2 separate regions of the Cricetulus griseus genome follow, and region 2 is linked to region 1. A link is a contact called in public Hi-C data. All regions are on one chromosome and are shown on one strand. The core of a region is the stretch at or near the end of the contact, and the rest is flanking DNA. Distances in the headings are between cores, read along the strand shown.

Region 1 (7,206 bases), core at 1,672-4,171:
TTTTGTCCTCTTCTCCTGGGACGGGAGGGCGGAGCAAGGTCCCCCCGCGGCCGCGTCGGAAGCTCTCTCAATGTCGGTCGCTCGAGGTGAGTGTTGGCCAGGGTGGCAGCCCGTGGCGTCGCGCCGCAGGTTCATTTCTGGAGTTCACCGCAGCCGCTCCGCCAGCGGCTTCCCCGGCCTTTGCCAAGTGGGTTTACGAGGTCGAAGGCGTGTTGGGGCGCGCTGGCGCTGGCGCAAGGCTCCTCCCCAGGGCTCATTCCCGCGGACCGCGAAAGCCCTGGAAACCCCAGGTTTCCTCTGACCTCCGCTCCTTCCTCTCTCCTTGAGGCTGGGTCCCCGCGCCTGGGGAGGGGGGGCGGTCCCCATCCCCGCACTTCCGAACCACGCCAACCCACAAGGTACCTTCACGTCGAGGAAGATATTTATCACAGCCTCTGAAAGCTAGCAGTTGATGGGTGCTTTCAATCAGAAATACAATTGCTATTATTATTGTTGTTGTTATTGTTATTATAATTTTGCCCGGTGCAGAGCTTTTGACAGAAAAAAAAAAGTCAGCTTTTTATTAAAGACAAAGAGGTAAATTATCAGTCGGGACGGCGCAAACCTGGCGCGCTTCCTCTTGTGGCCACGAGGAATTGATGGGGAGCGGCGGTCAGCACTCAGACACCCTTGGGGTCCCGGTGGGGAGGAGCTCCGGACAGACAGACTTGTTCAGGTCCCTCTAGCACCTGGAAAGAAGCGAGTCCTCCCCCTTTGCACAAAGCCAGGAAGATTTTACTGCGAAGCAGTCTTACCGATCTTCCTCTCCTTTTTCCCTCTGCTTTCTTTGACTCCAGGCTCCCTTTCGCCTGAGTCCTTTCTCCTCGCTTTTCTCTCCCTGACCCCCCTCCCCCGCGCTTCTCTTCCTCCCCCTCCTTTCTTCGCCACCGCACGCGTAGTGTCATTTATTTATTTATTTATCACCCCCAGCCATCAACACCCTTTTAGGGCTCCCGAGCTTTTCAATGTGAGTGGGAGGAGAAAAGGGCAGGAAGTGTTGACTGGAAAGGGGTTAGATCGTGCGTCAGGGTGAGACATTCTGCCCTGGAATACACAATCGGGAAAATCTTGGGAAATGAGGTTTTTAGATGTGCTTAGGAAACGCCGCTATCCGATGGGAACCAACTTCGTGCGCGTCTTCTCTGTTTTTATTGTATGGGTTTACCGGTCTAGCTGCCCCGACTGTGGGGGAGGGGGGACGGGGCGAGTATTAAAGAGGACAATCTCGCCCAGGATCCTCCACACCGCGCCTTCACCGGATGCGCGCTCCTCAATGCGAAGGAATCCAGCAACAACCCCTAATTCAGAGGCGGACAAAAGAAACTTTAATTAAGGTCCCTGCCCCGCGCGCTGCGCTGCGTGCTTTTCTCTCCTGGGGCTGTAGATGTCCAACTAGAGCATCTGAGAAATAGAAATGGTACCGTACACCAGCCCATGCCCTTGAACTTCAATTGCTCCTGACTTGCTGCATTGATTTTTTTTTTCTTGTACTGTAGTGCCCCCCCTCCATCCTAAATCAAATTAAAGCCTTAGGAGATCTTTGACCTGGTGAGAGAGGGAGTGGAAACCCACTTCTTTGAAAAAGAGATAGTTCAGAGTGATTTGGGGGGAAATTACACAAAATAAAAATTCAAGGTGTGATGCTTCAGCTTGGCTCTCTTGTCTTCAACATCATGACACCTTATCATTAGGAGCGACGATTGTTACTTTCCAAGCCTTTAGATGATCAGTCGGAAAGTGCAAACAACGCGGGGCGCGAGGGTGGAAAGTTATTTAAGTACTACACCCCCCCACACACACACCTTGGTGCGCCGTCAAAACATTTCACAAGTTCGGAAAAGAAAGTGGTGGCTTCTAGATAAAAATGATGGGCTCCTTCTTCTCCTTTTCGTATCAGAAGAGACATAAACCGCACAATGAGCCTTTATTTAGAGGGCGACGACTTAAAAATACATGCCAGTAATGGACAACTTGAGCCCTTCACTGGAGATACACTGCAAGCTGGAAAGGAATTAAAAAGCCCCACGTGGTTGATCTGGGTTTAGACTTGCAACCTTCAGTTCTTCATCTCTGTTCTTTGCAAAGATTGGCCTCTAGATGGATTCATTTGAGGGACCCTTTAGAGCCGGGGCTGGGCGCCTGGGGCAGGGCTGATGGTGCGAGCAGAGCAGGGTTCTCACTGGGGGCTTGCTCCTCTGGCCAGGGAGGTCGGGCGCCTCCGGGAGGCGAGCGCGCACGCCCGGAGCCCGGCGGTCGCGCTCCTCGCGCCGCCTTTTCCGCAGGTCTTTATTCATCTCATCTCTCTCTTCCCCTTCTCCTCCTCCTTTGCCTCCTTCTCCTCCTCTTCCTCCTCCTCCTCCACCACCACCACCACCACCACCTCCTCCTCCTCCTCCACCGCCACCTCCTCCTCTTGCATCTCACTGGCCTGGCTCTGTGTTGTTCAGAGTGACAAAGACAATGTCCCAGCCTTAACTTTGCAACCACCTTGCCTCCTTCTGGGGTTCAGCGCGGGAGGGGGGCGGGCAGCAGCCGCAGCTTCAGCATCTCCTCCAGCTTCTCCTGCGCTTCTCCAGCTCTTGGATAATTCTTCGTATTTCCCCCCCAGCCCTTTTCTCATTTCTTTCTTTCTTTCCCTTCCTCTCTCCTGCACGTTGTTGTTATTAGAAAGGCTTCGCGCACCCCCTGGTGCTCTGGCGTTTTGTGTGGCAGGAGAAGATTGTCTTCTCTCTTTCTGTCTTGCTTTCTCTCTCCCTCTGGTTGCTCATTATTCAGAGAGAGACACAGAGGGAGGGAGAGAGAGAGCGCGCGCGAGGGAGAGGGAGGAGAGGAGAGAGAAGAGCAGAGAGAGAGAGAGAGAGAGAGAGAGAGGGGAGAGAGAGAGAGAGTGAGAGGAGAGGGAGGGAGGGAGAGGGGAGAGAGACGGATATCTCAGGTCATCTGCAGCTGCAGCGAGTCTGAGGAGCCGTGGAAGGCAGGGAAGATGGCGATCCTCCATTGCTGAGACCCGGCAGAAGCACATGAGACTCCCAAACAACTTCCACAACAATAACCCGAGCAGGAAGAGGAGAAAGAGAAAGAGGATAAGGAGGCGGTGGGGCTGGAGAACCCGAAGCACCTCCCGGCGCCGGGACGCTTCTTCTGTAAGTTACTGCAATTAACCACCACCTCCGGGGTGGTCTGAGTGCTCCGGGGAGGAGAGCGCGGGGCGGTGGAGGCACAAACGCGCTCATTCATTCGGCCAAGGAGGGCTGGCGGCGCGGGGAGGAGAGGAAGTCCCCTGCATGGGCTGGCTATGAGGAGAGAGGAGAAGAAGCTAAAGAGAGGAGAGACCGAGGAGGAGGAGGAGAAGGAGGAGGAGGGGGAGGAGGGAGAGCAGCAGGGGGAGGAGGAAGAGGAGGAGAAGAAGCTAGGGAGGAAGAGGAGGAGGAAGAGGAGAAGGTGGTGGTGGTAGCTGTGGAGGTGGCTGTGCTTTTCCTGCTGGCTGCTCCTTCTGCCTTCTGCTGGGGGGGGGGAGCCCTGTGGCTTAATTAATTTCGTGTAGTTCTGTGAAGAGAAGAGAGAGAAATGAGATGAGTGAGAGGAGAGAGCTGGAGGCTTAGGACGGATGCTCCGAGTGTGGGGACAGGAGTAGGGACAGAGAAGGGGGGCGGAGGGCTGGAGGCCAGGAGAGACCTGAGCCCGAGCCAGAGGGAGCAAGCGAGGGGTCAGAGGAGGGAGCGCTCGGAGCGAGCGGCCCCGACCTGAGCGGGTTGACCTCTTTCTTTCTCTGTCCCTCTGCTTCCTTTCCCCTCCTCTGTCTGCCTGTCCCCCGCCCGATGGCAAAGCCGTGCGGATTGGCACCCCCCTCTTCCTCAGGTATTTGGCTCTCCTCTCTCTCTCTCCTCTCTCCTCTCCGAAGTTGGGATGCGGGGTCGGGATGTGTCGAGGGGGTGGCTGCAGCCGCCGCTACTGGGGAGGAGAGAGGCGACGAGCGGGGGGCCGCGGGCCGGGTGGGGGCGCAGGTTGAGGGACAGCTGAGGAGCTGTCTCCAGGCTGAAGGTTCAGAAGCGTCTGGTTGGAGGAGGACAACGGTTTCTGGAGAGGAGAAGCCATTACACACGCTTGGCTCCTCTGAGGCTGGGAGAAAGGAAGGCAGGGGCCTGGAGGGGGGGCGTCTCACTCCTGGTGCGGTTCCCAGGGGTCTGCCCTCCCTCCAGGCACGGGGGGGAAGCCGCAGCCGCCCCCCATTGGAGCAGCCCCTCTCTTTCCCTTTCTTTATCTCCCTGTCCTCCATTTGCAAGCTGTCTGCTTTGGTTCCAGTCCAGACTCCAAAACACAAAGCTCCTTCTCACGTTCATTCTCCAGGCTGTTCACCATTCCTGAAGGAACCCTGGTTTTCTTTTCATTGTGGCTCCTAACCTACAGAGAGGGAGGGGAAGAGGTTGCCTGGAGTTTCTTTTATATTCCTCCCCAACCTTAAAAAAAAAAGAAGAAGAGAGAAAAGAAAAGAAAAAAGTTTCATTTTTAAGCACGCGCCTGGGATGGGAAAAGACCAACCAGTTGGGGCTTTCTCCAGGGCTCCCGGGGGTTGTGTCTGAGTGTCTGTGTTGGCTGTTTGGCTTGGTTTGGTTTTGTTTCTGGAGGTTGCTTGCAGGTTTGGGGAGGGAATTGACTAGTTGGGTTGAGAGCTGGGAACTGAGTCAGGTAAGCCTTGTCATGCTGTAACTCCACCAGAAAATGGAGGAGAGCGGGCTTCCAGGAGACAAAGCTGGGATGAGAAGTGTTTATAAAATTATGGATGTCTCCATTTTGAAGCTCTCTTGGTGATGGCTGGAGGAAGAGGCATGCCTGCCTACTCCTTCTCCCTCTCCAGAGGGAGACCTTTTGGTGGTTCCTCGCTATCTATTCATTAAGCAAGGGAATGAGGGCTTTTAAGGGTTCCTCAGATTTTTCTCCTACCCAACGAGCGCTTTCACAAGTTACTGAGATGTTTGTTTCCATTTTAAAGTAAACTTTTGGAATTTTTTTCTCCTTTGGAGTGGACCTTAAGGGTTTTTGACCTCCTTAAGGAAAGACTAGGCAAAATCTAAAACATTTCCACTGAGATCTTCACACAACTTTCAGCTGCTCCAGGTCCCTGAATGTCTCCAGGAAATGTTACTCCCTCAGTGTGAGGGAGGTTGGTGGCCCTAGGCTGAGATTTTTCTTCCTGTCTTTGCTTTTCTCTTTTGAGTTCTGGGGCTTGGTTATCATTCTGATGCATTGCAAAGACTTTATTGTCTGGTTTAGGGTGATTTCTGCCAGAAAGAATAGAATATGTTCCTTCCAGATCTCAGAGGAACTCTCTCAGACTGGCAGCTTCTTCGGGTTCTACATGTCTCTTCAGGCTGCTCCATTTGTGTGTGAGGCCTTCCTAGCTCCTTTGTTCCCCCCTTCCCTTTCCTTCTGCTATTTTCCCCCGTGTTCTCCAGTACTGTAAGTCTTCAGAAATATCACCATGTCTTCTTAACAATGTCACTATGGAAACAAATGATGTCAGTTGAGAAAACCTTATGTCCAGGTATCTTAACCTTTTTAATTGGAAGATTTTATTAATCTTGTAGGAAGACATTTTGTGGGGATGGTTTGAAAATAGGAGCCAGTCCTACCTCAGCACACACACACACACACACACACACACACACACACTCACACACACACACTGATATGGAGTCCTTCACAGATTAGTTCTAGAGATTGCATGTAATTGGCCCAACTAAAGAACTGAATTCTGAAATGCTTCACAGATTTATAAAAACCAACCATGAAGATGTGGCTTTTCCACTAGGTAAGGTAGCCATCTTGAGGATGAGGGAAAATGTTGGAAGAATTTTAGGTGGACTATTGAGATAGGTGAGGAAGGCCTCACAGTGGGATGAAAACTTGGAGGAGATTCAGAACCAATTAACAGATTCTAAGGGGGCTAATTGGACCTTGCTTTCAACTAAGGAGAAATACAGAAAGGTACCAGCTTCAACAGAAATAAGGAACACATTGGTGAGCCACTTACACCAGCTTTTTTCTTGCCTTGCCTTCTCATTATGTGTCAGATTTTTGTACGCCAAGTTCCCTCTGTCTACAGTGTTTTTGTGCATATTGAAGTGGTTTTCGATTCCAGATGTAATTATATTCTGTTGAGAAGCTGGTAGCAATGTCACTCAGTAAATGCACACTGCTGTATATGACAACATCACATTTTTCAAACCAAACTGTTGTGTCATTAATTGAGGGTTATTGTTCTTCTGAGGGGTGTGAAAGGAGACAGGGAAATACATGGCTCTTTAGCTGATAATTGTCCATGGTCAACGAAGTAAAACCCTGTTTGTACAGATGAAGATGTATGGTTTTCTGTGGATGTGTATGCTCATTTAAAAATATGTTCAGATCTCTGCCCCTTTAATAAAGACCTAGAATTCTCCAAGAGCACTTAGAAAGAAACTCTTGCCTGGAATCAGATTTTTTTTTTTAATTTAGAATGTTATCTTTTGACTGAATCACTTTGGTTTTTAAGTTTGGTAATGCATTTATGAATGCTCTGTGTTCAGCTTGAAAGTTTAAATGCAGTAGATAGCTGTTTGGGCAAGTAATTATCAGATAATTTTGCATCTAATTAAGTGTGTTTATGTAAACATTAATATGTTGATCTTGAAACAAACTTTTATCTTTTTTATGGTTGTTAATATTGGGGCAAGTGATTAATTTGTTTTAGTGTGTTGGTTGGGGGAGTTGGGAGGTGATGAAAAGCTGCCAGTCACTATAGCTTGACTCACTACATTATTTACTTGGAAATCAAATGATTTGGTGTCTTCTCAGATAATGTTAGAGTTGAAGGTATCTGATGGGGGGGAATGATGTACCTAAGACATTTTGGAGTTTGAAAATGTATTCTAACTGATAATCTAAAAGACACTTCCATGTGCTTTGAACTTAATCAGTATGGGAGGTCTAATAACATTTTTAAAGGCACTAGACCTACACACTTGAATTGAGGCATACTTTGGATTAAGCACCATGAAATTAATAATAAATAATAATAATAACTAGCAATAATAATAAGTCAGCTTGGACATTGTCTTTTGCTATCAAAGCTCAAAGATTTTTTTTGGTTTGAGACATCAAGTCCATGATTATTTCTTTCATACAAGA
Region 2 (7,206 bases), core at 2,540-5,039, 960 kb before region 1:
TGAACTATCTCCCCGCCATGGGTTTTATTTGTGTTGTTTCCTCTAATTCTCACCACAACACTAACTGATACTGCTTATTCTTTTGGTCCCTGGAACCATGATTAGAATGCTGCCACCTCGATGCACAAAACAATGTGAGTTATCTGCAGATATTTTTCTTTAGGTACTTGATTTCATTTGTCCACTAACCAGAGACTGCAGATAAATGCTGCCTTTGCCAATCACACAGTCAAATTTTTGCTCAAGAAAGATGATGGCACTGGTCTGCCAAGGCAGGAACTAGTGCCAGTCAGGTCTGCTGAGTCCTGGAACTGACCAGGTGATGGCATTATAATTAATGTTGGTATTATAATTAATACCCACTTAACAGTTGAGAATGAGCTACATCCTCTCCCCGTTTCCTGTATCTTAACCTGGATCATCCACCACTCGCTGCTGGCTCTTACACAAAAACTGTTAGAAATGATTATAGGTATAGGATTGCAGGTTAGGTCATTTGCACAAGGTCATTTTGTCCCCACAGTGACTTACCGTTATTTTTATCTTACAGATGAGGAAATCAAGCTAAGCAGACCAGAGGCAGCTTCTCAGCTTAGTGCTGAGACCAGTTTTGGTACAAGAGCCCCAGCAAGATAACTAGAGTGTCAGCATCCCCCTTTCCTGCGGAAACCTTTCTTTCTGTGAACATCCTCAGCCTACGGATAGTGGAGGACTCAGGCAACACCTGGCTCTATCGGCATTGTCAAGTCTCATAGCACCTGGGTTAGTTGTCTTCAGCCAGATTTTCTCCACCTCTAGCCAAATGCCAAACAATGTCCCTGGGTTCTGATCACTAAAGGTAAAGTGGTTCTTGGATACAAGGATTCTCCAGACTGTGTTGCATGGCCACATCTCGCTGATGGCTACTCAGATCCTGCATCTGGACAACTGCCCACCCAGCTGGCCTCTAGTGGAGCAGAGATGCCCAAGCATGCTATTGTTTTTGTGATGCACTGACTGCTCTCCCATCTCTGTTCTCCAAGCTTCTCAATGTTGGGCCCTGGTGAGGTCTTTAGGAAATGCTTTCTAAGCGTCATTAAGGCCTCCCCAGCTTTGAGCATCACACCTGCCATAGTAGAAAAGCAGGGTTGGCTTTGCGGTCCTGTGCCTGCCTGTACAGTGTCTTGAGTCCACATGCTGTAAAATGTCCCTGCTCTTGGCTTAAAGTTCTGCAGCTATTGTCTTGAAAATCTCAGTCATTTTTAGGTTAATAATTCTTTTTTTGGTTTTTATTCCAGACAGGGTTTCTCTATGTAGCTTTGGAGCCTGTCCTGGAATTCATTCTATAGACCAGGATGGCCTCGAACTCACATCTACCTGCCTCTGTCTCCCAAGTGCTGAGATTAAAGGCATGCACCATCACTACTCAGTCTCAGTCATTTTAATGTTATTCCCCCAAGTCATGCAGTGGCTCCTGCAAAGGCAGCTTGCCTATCTCAATGTTATCTAACTCCAAATCCCATGGCCTGTTCTTTGGATATTGGATACCTAAACAGATGTAAGGAAGTTTAATATTCCTACTTTCTCCATCTTTATTCTTTTTGACCATTATTAGAATGTTCCCCATGCACGAACAAAATGAGTATATACATGTCTTTCTCTTCAGTTGCTTGATTTCTTTTCATTTATCCACTAATCAGAGACTTCAGATAAACACTGCCTTTGCCAATCAGACAGTTAAAATTGTGCTCAAGAAAGATGACGGCACAAGTCTGCTGAGGTAGGAACAAATGTCCAGTCAGGCCTGCCGAGTCCTGGGACTGATCCGATGATGAGATGAATTGAATTCAGGACAGGGACTAACATAGATGGTCATGTGCTAGTTTTAATTCCTGGCCTGGAGCTGCCACCTGCACACCCTTGCTCTGGAACGTGGGTGAGTTGAATTGGAGGATGCTGTTTGGAGTAAGATTTGGTTGAAATAATCATCAGTGCATGTAGCATGTACAATTTGTGGAAACTTAATGTAAAAATACGATCAAGGGACAAAGTCCCTGCCCTTTCTGAAATTAAGGGAAAGAATAAACCCTGGCAAATCACCAAACAGCATACACAGCAATTCGGTGTGATAGACAGCAGCACACAGAGAATGTCAGGCACAAAAAGGCATTGTAGAGGGAGTGACATGGAGTAGAGAGTGGAAGGAGGACTTTCAGGGTGGGGACAAGAGAGTATGGGGAGTGGAGATTGCAGACTCAAAACCCCTGAGACTGGAAAAGGTATGGGCTGCTTGCGGCATGGGATACAGCCAGGAAAGAGCAGGGACACTGATGGTCGAGAGGTGAACCGTGATCATGAAAAGGAAAGTCACATTCAAAGCAGAAATTATGATTTTTGTCTTAGTCCTTAGCATCTGAAGTCACTGAAAGATGCTAAGTTTTCTGTGGTTAAGGTTGGTCCTTCTGAATTATGCCGGGTGGATTGATGGGGGAAAGGAGGGGCAAGTGGTCCAGATAGGAGCGTATGCTATCTGCCTGGTTAAAAGCTCATGGGAATTTAAAGTTGGTAGTGCATCTGTGGAAAATCTGTGTGACACACAGGACGGAGGAATGGGACTGGTGATGGACTCTGAAGCAAGGATGGAATGGACCACACCTGCACATAGCAGTCATTAAACAGTAGCTTTTTCCTTATCCTTGAGTCTGGGCCTCTGAGGCTGCCATCCCTTGAGTGCACTCTTAGAAATGTAGGCTTACCTTTCTAAGCTCCAGCTGAGAAAGCCCAGAGAGCTCAGGAGTATCCCCCTGTCCTTTCTGGTTCTGGGAACCTCTGCTGCCAGAGATGGCCACCTTATTGTAGCACCTGGTGAGCTGTTCCATTTCATATTGAAGTTACTGTCAGTCAGGGACCTTTGTCTCTGTCCTTATACTGTTGAGCCACACCTATGCCATTATACAATTGTCAAAAATCATGGGTTCCAGGTGAGGAGAAGCTATGTGTAGGTAGGTTGCTCTGGAGATGAGGTGGAAATGAGATCTCATGAAGGGGTCGCTGGTTTCCAAGTCATGACACCGCAGAGCAGGGTTTGGTGGAATAGGGATCTGATGCTTCTCTCTCCCCTGGGCATATCTGGGAGGGTGTAAGTTACAAAAAAAGAGGCTATGTGGTGCAAGGAACTCAACCAGGGACCAGGGTCTATGTATATACATGTGTGTACCTGTGTATTGTGGGTATAAGTGGATGCACACATATCAGTACATGGCATTTATTATGCCCATGTACTTGCATTCTTAAGCTAAGGGCTTCATGTGTATGTATGTATGAGATTGCATATTTCTGTGTATGCACATATGTGTTTGTATGTGTGGGATGTGTGTGTGTGTGTGTGTGTGTGTGTGTGTGTAAACTGTTTGTTGTGCTTGTGTGTATGTGCAGGAACCCTGGACTTAGGCAGCTCCTCCTCCAGAGTCACATATGCCCCTGGCTGCCAGCAGGTGGCCCCTGAGCACCATGTGCTAGGCTCTGGGGACAAGGTCTGCTCTGTTCATGCAGCCTTCTCTAAGAATCTTTCCACTGATCTGGCCTCTTCTCTTAAGCTTTGGTCCTGAGGCATACAGGGACTAAGGAAGACTATTCTAACACATATAATGGGCCCGACAGTGTAGGGCTGGACTGTGGGTAGGGCTGCTGAGCACCCCCCCCCCCCGTGGTGCTCCTGGCTCTGCGCCAGGCTCTCAGCTGCACTCTTGGTCAGTAGTCACATAGGCAAGCCTGGGCCTAGGCTAAACTAAGAAGGAATGTGACTATGTGACTAAAGATCTGTACTACAGAAGGGACTGAAGAAAGTGCCAGGCATGTCTGTTTACCTTGCTTACAGTGACACTAGGGTCAGGCAAGATAGCAACATGGTTTTTCTCTTGCTCAGAAGGCAGAGAGCTAATGTTCGTGTCTCCTAAAGACAGCAACCAAGTGCCCAAGGACAGCTACTCTTATTAGATGATGATTATCGTGTCTTTGGACTGTTGGACTTGAGAAGGAAAGTTGGACTCACTGACATGTTTGTGAGATCTGTGAGAATACTAAGAGGCTTCCTTAGCCCTTGGTGTTCGCATTGTCTATTACCTGGGTTATTTCTCATGGGTGCCTGTGAGCAGAGAGGGTCTTGTCAGACTGTGTCTGGATCTTTAGTGTTCATCCAAGGGCTGAGTCAGGATGGGTGCTTGATGGTGATTTGGTGAGCACTTAGAGGAGTAATGCCTATATAAGGATAGTTGGGGGTGTGGAATGGAATGCATGGAGCTTAGAGCCAAGTTCTGGTTGAAGCTGAAAGGATTCTAAGGGAGGTGGGAATTCTAAAAATGAAGGGAAGCAGACCCTTGGAGATGGAACCGGAAAAACTAGAGTCATTGTGCAATCCAGTGGTTTTCCTGTCAATTTCCTGCCAGACTTTGGGGACCTATGAATATAGCTCAGGACAGATAGTGGCAGCAGCAGGGAGGGAAATTTGAAGAAGCTGTGAGAGGCTGGGGGTGTAACTCAGTTGGTGAAGTAATTTTTTAGGATGCATGGAGCCCTGGGTTTGATCTCCAGCAAGGTGTAAACCGGGTGTGGTGGTACACTTCCATACTGATGAGGAAAATCAGAAGTTCGAGGTCATCTTCAGCTACATAGTGAGGCCAGTTAGAGTGCACAAGACCCTGTCTCAAAAGACCTACAACAAATCAATAAAATAAAGGAAAGAAAGAAGGTTGTTGGATGAGATTCTGGACATGGCCTCTATTCAATTGATAAGGTTCACTGTTTTTTTTTTTTTTCTTTGAAAACAAATTGGATGCCATTTTTCTTTGCTATTTATCATTTGTGCCTTGTGTGGTGTGTGTGTATGTGTTTGCTTGCTTGACTGTGTGTAGGCATATATACGTATGTATGTTTATGCACAAGGGTGTATATGTGTACTAGGAGGTCCAAGTTTGATGATGTTAGGAATCATCATTGATCTCTCTTTTACCTTCTTTATAGTGAGGCAGGGTCTCTCAATCAAACCCAGAGCTCATTGATATGCCTATCAGTCTTGCTCTGCTGTGTCCTCTTTCTGGGCCTCCAATTGTAAGTGGCTCATCAAGCCCACTTGGCATTTACATGGATTCTGGAGGTGTGAGTTTCAATCCTCATTCTTACACAGCAAACATTTAGCCATTGAGTCATTTTCCTTGCTCCTGAAATTCATTTTTAATTGAGAATATTTATTTATTGAAATCTGTGATTCTAAATTCTGCCACTATTTCAAGATGGCCATGCAAGATTTCTGTTTCCTTGGTGGTATATTCTAGTAGGGAGAGAAGGAAATATGTAAATGGATAAGTTAAGTCTGAGTGTGGCCCATAATGGAGCTGGAACCTAGTAGAGGGACTCAGGGAAGAAGAGGAGGCCAAGGGTGGACCCCGGGAGGAGGAGACAGCTGAGCCTCTGTTGTGTCTATGAAGTGAGAAGAAGCACTTCTGGAAAAGGTTTTTGTTTGAAGAAAAATGTCTATGAAAATCAGAAAACCATCACCTAGTCAGTCTTCTCTTACTTACATTTATTTGTTTAAATTTAAATCTAATACAGGATTCACTGTAAAAATTTCAAACACAGACACAGACACACAGACACACAGACACACACACACACACACACACACACGCACATACACACACTCATGGCAAAATGGTCCTCTCCCCTCCATGTCACCTCCCAAAGCCCCCAGACCCACTTACTAGTTCTCTACACCGATAGGCAGGTAACCTCTCAGACTTCTTTCTGTACATTGGCAAGTATATTTCTTAATTACTGCTTTTGCTTGTCTTTTAGGATGCTCAAATTTAATAATCCCACACAGGACTGTTGGTGCTCTCTACTATACTGGATCCTTTCCCAGGCTTCCTATCTTGGTAAATTGGTGCTCCCATCTCTCAGAATCTTCCAAGCCCCAAGCTGCCCCAAGCTTGGGGACATCCTGATTCTTTCTTTGCACTCAGGCAACACAAGTTACTGCCCTATCAGGTTCTGCAGGCTCTACTTTCAGGGCACACCTCATATCTGGGTGCTCTGTGTAGTCTTCAGCCTGGTCAAAACCCAGCACATCCTGCCAGGACCTTCTACATGCTCTTTATCCCCACCCCCTGTTATATTTTACAGTTTTTCCCCCATCCAGCGTCCTGTGAAATCTTTCAAATATAGTAAAGCACATCATGCCCCTCCCTCCTTGATACTCCAATGGCTTCCAATTTGCCTTCAGGAATAAAATCTCAACTTTTCATCTGAAATCTAAAAGTCAAAGCTTAAACGACTGGGCCCCAGCTTCCTTTCTAATCTCATCTTTTTCCTTCTTCCTCCTATACAGTATCCTGTAACCACACTGCATGCCACATCCTCGTCCTTCCTATTGTGTATAGAGACCTTGAGTTTGCTGGCCTGGCTTAGAGAACACCTTTCTAATCTTAGCCCGGTGTTACCCTCCAGGGAAGCCTTCCCCATAGCTTCACATATAAATAGACTCCCTTCCTTCCTGCTTCCTCCTCCTACAATCACCACTCTGTTTTATGCCTGTTTTCTTTCTCTTACACTACTTACATTACTGGACTGCCCTTGCTCCTTGCCTGTCTCTGATCCCTTGTGTTTCAGCCCTATCAGGACAGAGATGTGACTCCTACTGCATCATTTATATTTCCTCTTGCTGTGATAAAAACAAGCAAACAAAAACCTTGATTAAAGAAATGGGTTTATATACTGTATTATGTATCATAATTGTGCATGACTTTATTTATGAGCTAAATAAATGAATGGAAAAAAAAAAGAAATGGATTTATCTGGGCTCAAAGTTCCAGGATATAGACTATCACTGTGCGGAAGTCATGGTAGCAGGAGCTTGAGCTGGCTGGTCATGTTGCATCTGCAATCAGGAAGCATGGAGTGATGAATGCTGGTGCTCACCTTGCTTTATTTTTCTCATGCTTGTGGACCCCAGCCCAGGGGACGGCCTCTCCTAGATTCAGGGTGTGTCATCCCATTTCAATTAACCTAATCCACCACAGACATTCTCAGAGGCTAACTTATTCTTGATAATCTGTGGTTATGCCCAGAATGTTATCTTCTAGGTAATTCTAGATCTTGTCAATTGGTAATCAAGATTAACCACATACCTGACTTTCTCATGGCTCTATTGATGGATGAATAAAATGATCTTCT

Evidence for each region. A called contact is a pair of places that touch in the nucleus more often than the background predicts.
Region 2: a contact with region 1 is called in a Hi-C map of fibroblasts, with 6 times the contacts expected there. The contact joins the enhancer-like site here to the promoter of Znf462 in region 1. A contact is called at or near these places in 2 of 8 Hi-C or Micro-C datasets (the CHO-K1 cell line and fibroblasts).

What each region holds. Positions count from the first base shown.
Region 1 is chr2:88,913,553-88,920,758 of CriGri-PICRH-1.0, reverse strand. Znf462 (zinc finger protein 462) reads left to right here and starts at 2,921. Exons shown (of 14, transcript XM_027403067.2): 1 at 2,921-3,182.
Region 2 is chr2:89,873,929-89,881,134 of CriGri-PICRH-1.0, reverse strand. It overlaps LOC118238314 (a long non-coding RNA gene), which reads left to right. Exons shown (of 3, transcript XR_004768258.1): 3 at 551-7,206. Among named protein-coding and RNA genes, the nearest start is that of Tmem38b, 99 kb to the left of the region's middle. Within about 2 kb of position 3,789, at least 1 of the 6 cell types and tissues checked has open chromatin away from gene starts, as enhancers often do. A contact at or near this core is called in fibroblasts, where this site is marked.